Regions from separate parts of the Mus musculus genome. Here region 2 is linked to region 1. Evidence: chromatin contacts called from public promoter capture Hi-C data. All regions are on one chromosome and are shown on one strand. Each heading gives the region's core, a stretch centred on a gene start, on an enhancer-like site or on the middle of the called end of the contact. The rest is flanking DNA. Distances are from core to core; before and after follow the strand shown. Region 1 overlaps Atp11a (ATPase, class VI, type 11A). Region 2 overlaps Proz (protein Z, vitamin K-dependent plasma glycoprotein).

The links. Promoter capture Hi-C pulls out the DNA fragments that hold promoters and counts their contacts.
Region 2: a promoter capture Hi-C map of liver shows a contact between it and region 1, with 2.1 times the contacts expected there. The contact joins two enhancer-like sites. A contact is called at or near these places in 4 of 39 promoter capture datasets (the HPC-7 cell line, frontonasal cranial neural crest, liver and 1 more) and 1 of 9 other capture datasets (liver).

Annotation. Positions count from the first base shown.
Region 1 is chr8:12,803,463-12,806,608 of GRCm38.p6, forward strand. The region is part of intron 1 of Atp11a (ATPase, class VI, type 11A); the gene reads left to right. Among named protein-coding and RNA genes, the nearest start is that of Gm15350, 27 kb to the right of the region's middle. Within about 2 kb of position 1,654, at least 17 of the 459 cell types and tissues checked have an H3K27ac peak or open chromatin away from gene starts, as enhancers often do. A contact at or near this core is called in liver, where this site is marked.
Region 2 is chr8:13,073,954-13,076,984 of GRCm38.p6, forward strand. Proz (protein Z, vitamin K-dependent plasma glycoprotein) reads left to right here. Exons shown (of 8, transcript NM_025834.4): 8 at 1-2,073. It also overlaps a transcript of Pcid2 not described here. Among named protein-coding and RNA genes, the nearest start is that of Proz, 15 kb to the left of the region's middle. Within about 2 kb of position 1,683, at least 28 of the 459 cell types and tissues checked have an H3K27ac peak or open chromatin away from gene starts, as enhancers often do. A contact at or near this core is called in liver, where this site is marked.

The DNA of each region.
Region 1 (3,146 bases), core at 404-2,903:
CGAGTCGTAGGAACTCACTGAGGTGTTGACTAGATGTGGATTTTAGGGCTCCACTTGCATCTTTGTTTGAGCAGGGGGAGCCTGCTCAGTCTGATGGAAACCCAGTCTCCAGTCTTCACCAGGCCCACTAGAAGGAACTTTCCATGGTCTGTGTGGAGACTCAGATGTGGATAAGCTTCCCCTGAAGGGCTCAACCCCTGCCCAGACCATGGAGCTCTCTAGGAGAACACGCCGAGTGTGGTGGTCAGCACACCTCTAGCAGCCTGCCGTTGGTCTTTGATGTGACTGTGTGACAAAGATGTGTGGCCCGTCCACAGTTATCAGAGATACATATTGCAGCTCAGGTGGGAGGAGGACCCCAGAGAGTTTGCGAGGGATGGAGTGTGGGCTGGGCCCAGCTGAAGCTGCAGAGTGGAGGGGCACAGGAACATGATGACGGGATGTAACTGAGACTAAGGGAGGTGACACGTTGTACTTAGGTGTTTTAAAAAACCCCTTCCAGTTTCTTTGAATGGTGGCAGGATGATGTCTTCCTGTTAGAGTGGCTTTGTCTTTGGTGTATTCTGGAACACTCCCTGTCCTCCTTGTGTGAGCTACACCAGTAGGGTCCTCTCTGTGCTTCACATGAGTCACATGATTAAGATTAGACCACAGACAGTGGGCGTCTATCCCTTAGGCATGTTCGGTGGCCTTCTGCCTCTTCATCCACTGCCCACAGTGAAGAGGTACCAATGACAAATGACAATTTGGAAAATCTGTATTTTAATTTTTTTTTCCTTAAAAATTAATCTGGCACCAATATGTCAAAGATGCTAACCTGGATGGTTATTTCCACACTCCAGAGTTCGGTGTTTGAGTTGTTTTATAATGTCTCTTCCACAATCTTGAGTGAAGGTGCAGACTGTCATTAGGAACTGTGATGGTGGTCAGATCTTGGCAGGACCCCATCCCATTGCCTCTGCTGTACTGGGAAAAGGCAGTTAAGGCTAACCAGTGCTCACTGGGTTCCCTCAGTGAGTGGATGTGCTCCCTCAGCAGCTGCGGGCAGCCTGTGGCTCCCAGCTCTTCCTCACTGGGCTGGGCTGGGCTGGGCCCCTAAAGTGCTCACTGGCCTCTGTGGGCTCAGGCACTGTATCCACAGCTACTGCCTCCTCTCCCAGGATCTCTGCCTGCTTCACAGTGATCTGTGTCAATGTCTTCCTTCCACCTTGTCACCTCCCTGCCAACCTATTAGTCCCCTCTGTCTGCTCCATGCCACACATGAGGGAGCCCGGATTCGCTCATCCATGGAAGTGCTGTCTGCATCACATGCCTCAGATTTATTGATCTATTCTTTTTAGTACTTTATTAATTAGTCATGTGAACAAGGTCCTGTGGCTTGTCTAGACTTGAGTTGTTGCTAGTAAGTATCCATTTGCTCTGGTAGGGCCCAGCCCCAACAGCAGTCTTGTACCCTCAAGGAACAAGACTACTAACACTCTTGCTGTGATCTGAGCCTCTGATGGGCCACCCGATTTGTCATCGGTCAAAGACAAGTGCTTATGGGTTTTATTTTTAAAAACCCTGGCAGTCAAGTGATTCCTAGGAGCATCTCGACTCCTGGCCTTGGTCAGGAAGAGCAGGAATTAATATTTAACTGCCTGTGTTAGCACACTGAGAACAGAGCCTGGCCTTCAGTGTCTTGGCCCATGCTTCCCTGCGGTTAACCCTTTCCTAGAGAGCTTCCTACAGCTCAGCTGAGCCTTTCCCAGCCACTAAACCTGGTGCATCTGTCCCAACTGCACGCACAGCCAAGTCTGGGAATGAGACCTTTTTAGGAGGCATGATCTGAGAGCCTCAAAGCAGCTCGGAGGAGCGAGATTCCCGAGGGGCTGCATGTGTGGCTGCAGGGATTCTCTTCAGGGCTCCTCTTCCACACACAGGTGTTTTCCACCCAAGCCGTCTCTCCTCCTGAGGGTGGACAAGAAGGTGCTAGTTCCCCTCTAAGTGATGCCCCTGAGGCCTACTGTGGCTTCAGACTTCAGCCTCTCAGTAGGGACTCATGGCTGCTCCTGAAGCTTAGTGCGAAGGTTTCTGGGAGTTTCACCAAGCACTGGAAGGGATTTGTGTGTCTTCTCTTTCCGGGTGTTTATAGAACTTATGTCAGAGCATGAGCAGGGAGTGGAGCCCTCCAGCTGTCATGGGATATGTGGACCTTACCAAGACTGTTCACCATCCTACCCTCAGCCTTCCCACGAGACTAAAGGCTGTGCATGAAATCATCTCTTACTGGGAGGGGCTGCTGGGCCTTTGTTCTGACTAAGATAGTGCCTGCTGGGCAACCACTGTGCCTTAGAGGATTCAGGGCACTGAGTATGGTGTAGTTGGGATGAGGGAATGCTTTCGTGGCTCATTGTGGGATGAAACCAGTCACTGCTCCGGGAGTGGTCATGCTGCTTTTGACCAGGGCTGGAAGTTGGCTCCTGTGGCAATGGTACTCACTCTGCCTGGCTCCTGGGGGTGTGGCTGCAGTTTGAGCTCTTTATTCCGACTGCTGCACAGCCAAAGCTGGTGATGCAGAGTGTATGCCATGCATGCGTCTTGTACCATAGCACACTGGGGGACAAGTGGGAAGGGCTTCATGGACCCAGCAAGCAGGTGCCTGAACAGAAGGGCTGCTCATGCTGAAGGACTAGAGAGAACTAGGAAGGAAGTGTAATGGGGCAGATGCACAGGTGCTGGGCTGCCTGGCACCACCTCTACTGGCCTTGAACTCACCCAGGAGGGGAGTGCCTTCCAGGCCCTCCTGTCTTCTGGGCCTAGCACCTGACCATATATTTTGTGTTCCTTTCTACAATTTGAAATGCACAATCTTCCTGCCTCATCCTGTTTCTACCAGCACCCAGAGTTCTTTGGGCCTCCCTCTGAGCACAGATGGCCTCTCAGTGTGTCAGTGTCTGCCTGGGAAATTTGCCACAGAACTGAAGCCCCGTCTCACCCACAGGGCTCAGCCAGTCATGGGTCTGGCCATGGTAGGGAATTTGGGAGCCCCTGATGTGACCCTCATCAGAATGTACTTGGGCATGGAGCAGGACGGGACTGGGACCTCCACATCAGCAGGCGGCCTCTGTCTCAACCTGACGGTGTTGTGGGGAAGATCAGCACTC
Region 2 (3,031 bases), core at 433-2,932, 270 kb after region 1:
CAGAGGGTCGAATCCGGTCACAGTTAGCACTGGAAGATGACCTCTTATTCCTTGGAACTTTACATTTTTCTTTACTCTTGAGAATTTCATACACACATATAATGAAATGTGACTACACCCACATCCCATTTCCCTTCTCCAACTCCACTTATATTTCCTGAGACTCCACTAAGTTCAGTTAGCACTACCTCTGTGTGTATGGTGTGGGGCCATCCACTAGAGCACCCTCAGGACTACACAATTTTCCCTCCCTCAGCAGCTATCAACTGCCAACAGCTCCTCAGTGGGGAGTGTGGCAGGGACCACCCCCCATCTATGTCAGAATCTGGCTTGATCTTGTGCAGTCTTGACCAGGTCACCCCAGCTGCTGAGTCTGTTCCCACTAGAAGGCACTCTTCTCGACATCCCTCCCACCTCTCAGCTGTATGTTTTTCCCCATTCTCTTGGACGATTTTCCCTAAGCCTTGATGGAGGTGGAGGTGTAGGTGCAAGAGAAAGGGAGTTGGGGCCTGTTGATTAAGATGTCCCCCATAGGCCTGAGCCCTCAGCCCCTACTCTAACGCTTTGACTAATTATACATCTTTGCATTAACTGCGGCCCATTATGAAAAGAGGGTTCTTTGACCAAAGCTGCCAACAGCCCAGCTCTATGGTATGAGCATATATATTTAGAAGGTAATTTTTAACATGACCTTTTAGCAAAGTAACACTAGCAGCTTCTACCCCAGGCCTGTGACCTCCCCAGTCACAAGCTTTTGGCCGAGATTATAGCTTCAGGCATGGAATCCCTGTGAAGCAGGCCTCACAATCAGCCAGAAAGCAGTTCTGTACCCACAATTGCACCAATGTGCACATCTTGCCTGGCATGTCAGTGTTGTGGACGAGGGCCCAGCACTGGGTAAGACCATTGTTGCCTCCGCTGTTCCTGTAGCTAGCACAGGCTTCTGGCCTTATGAAAGCTAGCCAGCAAGGCGTTTCTTTGGTAATTTTTATCCAAACAGAGGCCTTAAGGGAAAAAAAAATAGGATTTGTGAAATAAAAGCAGTGTCAGTCGTAAACTGGCCGAGTTACTGAGTGGAAGCTGAGTGGAGAGAGGCTGTGAACACCCGTGGTTGTGTCACAGTTGGTGTGTCGAACACTGGAACAGGAGGTGCAAGGGCAGCCTCATTCTGGTTCTGCTAGGGAGAGGAGAGCAAGCTTAGTACTGAAGAGGGCCCTGGACCTCCTGACAAGGCTGTAGCTAGACACGCTGGGCGAAGCCCTCAGCGGATTCCAGGAGTGCGGCAGCCTCTCAACTCAGCCCTGTGGTTGGGGAAGCTGTGCTTACGCAAGACCTTAGTTTCCTGTGCCTCAGCACCTTCATCTCTAAGAGGAATAGCTCAACTGTGGCTATGATGACATTTAAAAGGGGAGGAAAAGGTAAACTGAGCCCCAAGTCTGAAGATAGACTGGGCTGTGAAATAAGGCACTGTCTCAAACGAACAAATATAAGGGGCCAAAGCAGTGTGCCCTTAGGCAAGAGATAAGTGTGAGTATTTAATGTTGATGCAAACTAGTTACAATAATGTATGGGTCTGTGTGCCCACGAACTAGGACACCAGAGACAGCACACAGCACAGTGTGGAGACAGCACACAGACACACACTGTGGAGACATCACACAGCACACACTGTGGAGACATCACACAGACACACAGTGTGGAGACAGCACACAGACACACACTGTGGAGACATCACACAGACACACACTGTGGAGACAGCACACAGTGTGAAGACAGCACACAGTGTGGAGACAGCACACAGCACACACTGTGGAGACATCACACAGACAAACAGTGTGGAGACAGCACACAGACACACACTGTGGACACAGCACACAGTGTGGAGACAGCACACAGACACACACTGTGGACACAGCACACAGTGTGGAGACAGCACACAGACACATACTGTGGACACAGCACACACTGTAGAGAGGTTGCTTCTTTAATTTCTAAATTCAACTATTCGTCACTTCAATCAGGTTCTGACTTACGACGTCACTGTTTAATAAATTACCTGGAGCAGCCTGAAAAGTTGATTCTGTTGCTTCTAAACTCAGAACTATGGGACCCTGGACGCTCATAGCAACCCTAATATTTGAATGGTTACAAGGATACCACTCTACTGGATCAGCTCTTCATGGCAGCTCTGCAGGAGGTAACACCATAGACATGGACACAGAGGACACAGGAGGGCAGGCTTAGCCTTGGTGGAGCTCATAAGCTCTACCAGCCTATGAGGGGCCACGCTCAATGCCAGATGCCTCTCTGCACACCGTGGGCGAATGGTTCAGAGAGTAGGGACATGACCATGGACATGGCAAAGGCAGTGTTCTCAGCTGGAAAGTGGTACAATTCATACCACAGGCACCTCTTCCTTTGGCCCTGTTCTGGAACCCAGCTTTAGCTGCTGGAGATGGCCACATGGAGAATACAAGCTGTCCACGCCCACCCCACTGAGCCCAATATCCAAGCCCATATTCAGGAGTGAGCCACCTTCTAGCCCCCAGGACCATCACATGGAGCAGTTGCCTAAAGCCACAAAGCCTTGACCAGGCAAAGATTTGGGATAAAGTCAGGATATTGATGCCTCATGGCATAGTTTGGGTGATTTTGCCATCCTGCAAGAGGATGCTAATGAAGCAGCCACGTAAGGGGACGTCCTGCACCATGCCCCGTGGAGACCACGTAAGCTCCCCCACAGTTCGTCTGCAAAAGGAATGGCTTCTGACTACAAAAACTCTGCAGAGACTAACAAATTGTTAGCCTTTCCACATTAGTGCACTTCTCATAAACGGGGGACAAGCCTCACATCGTGGCACCCACCTGGTCTGGGGACACAGAGGCAAGAATAGCATCATGTGGAAGCATGGTCTACATAGAGTTCCAGGCCAGCCAGGCTATATAAAGAGACCCTACCTCAGACAGACAAATGGATGGACAGATGTGCGGGTGGGCGGGCAGGCAGAGAAATACAGAGATGATAGACAAG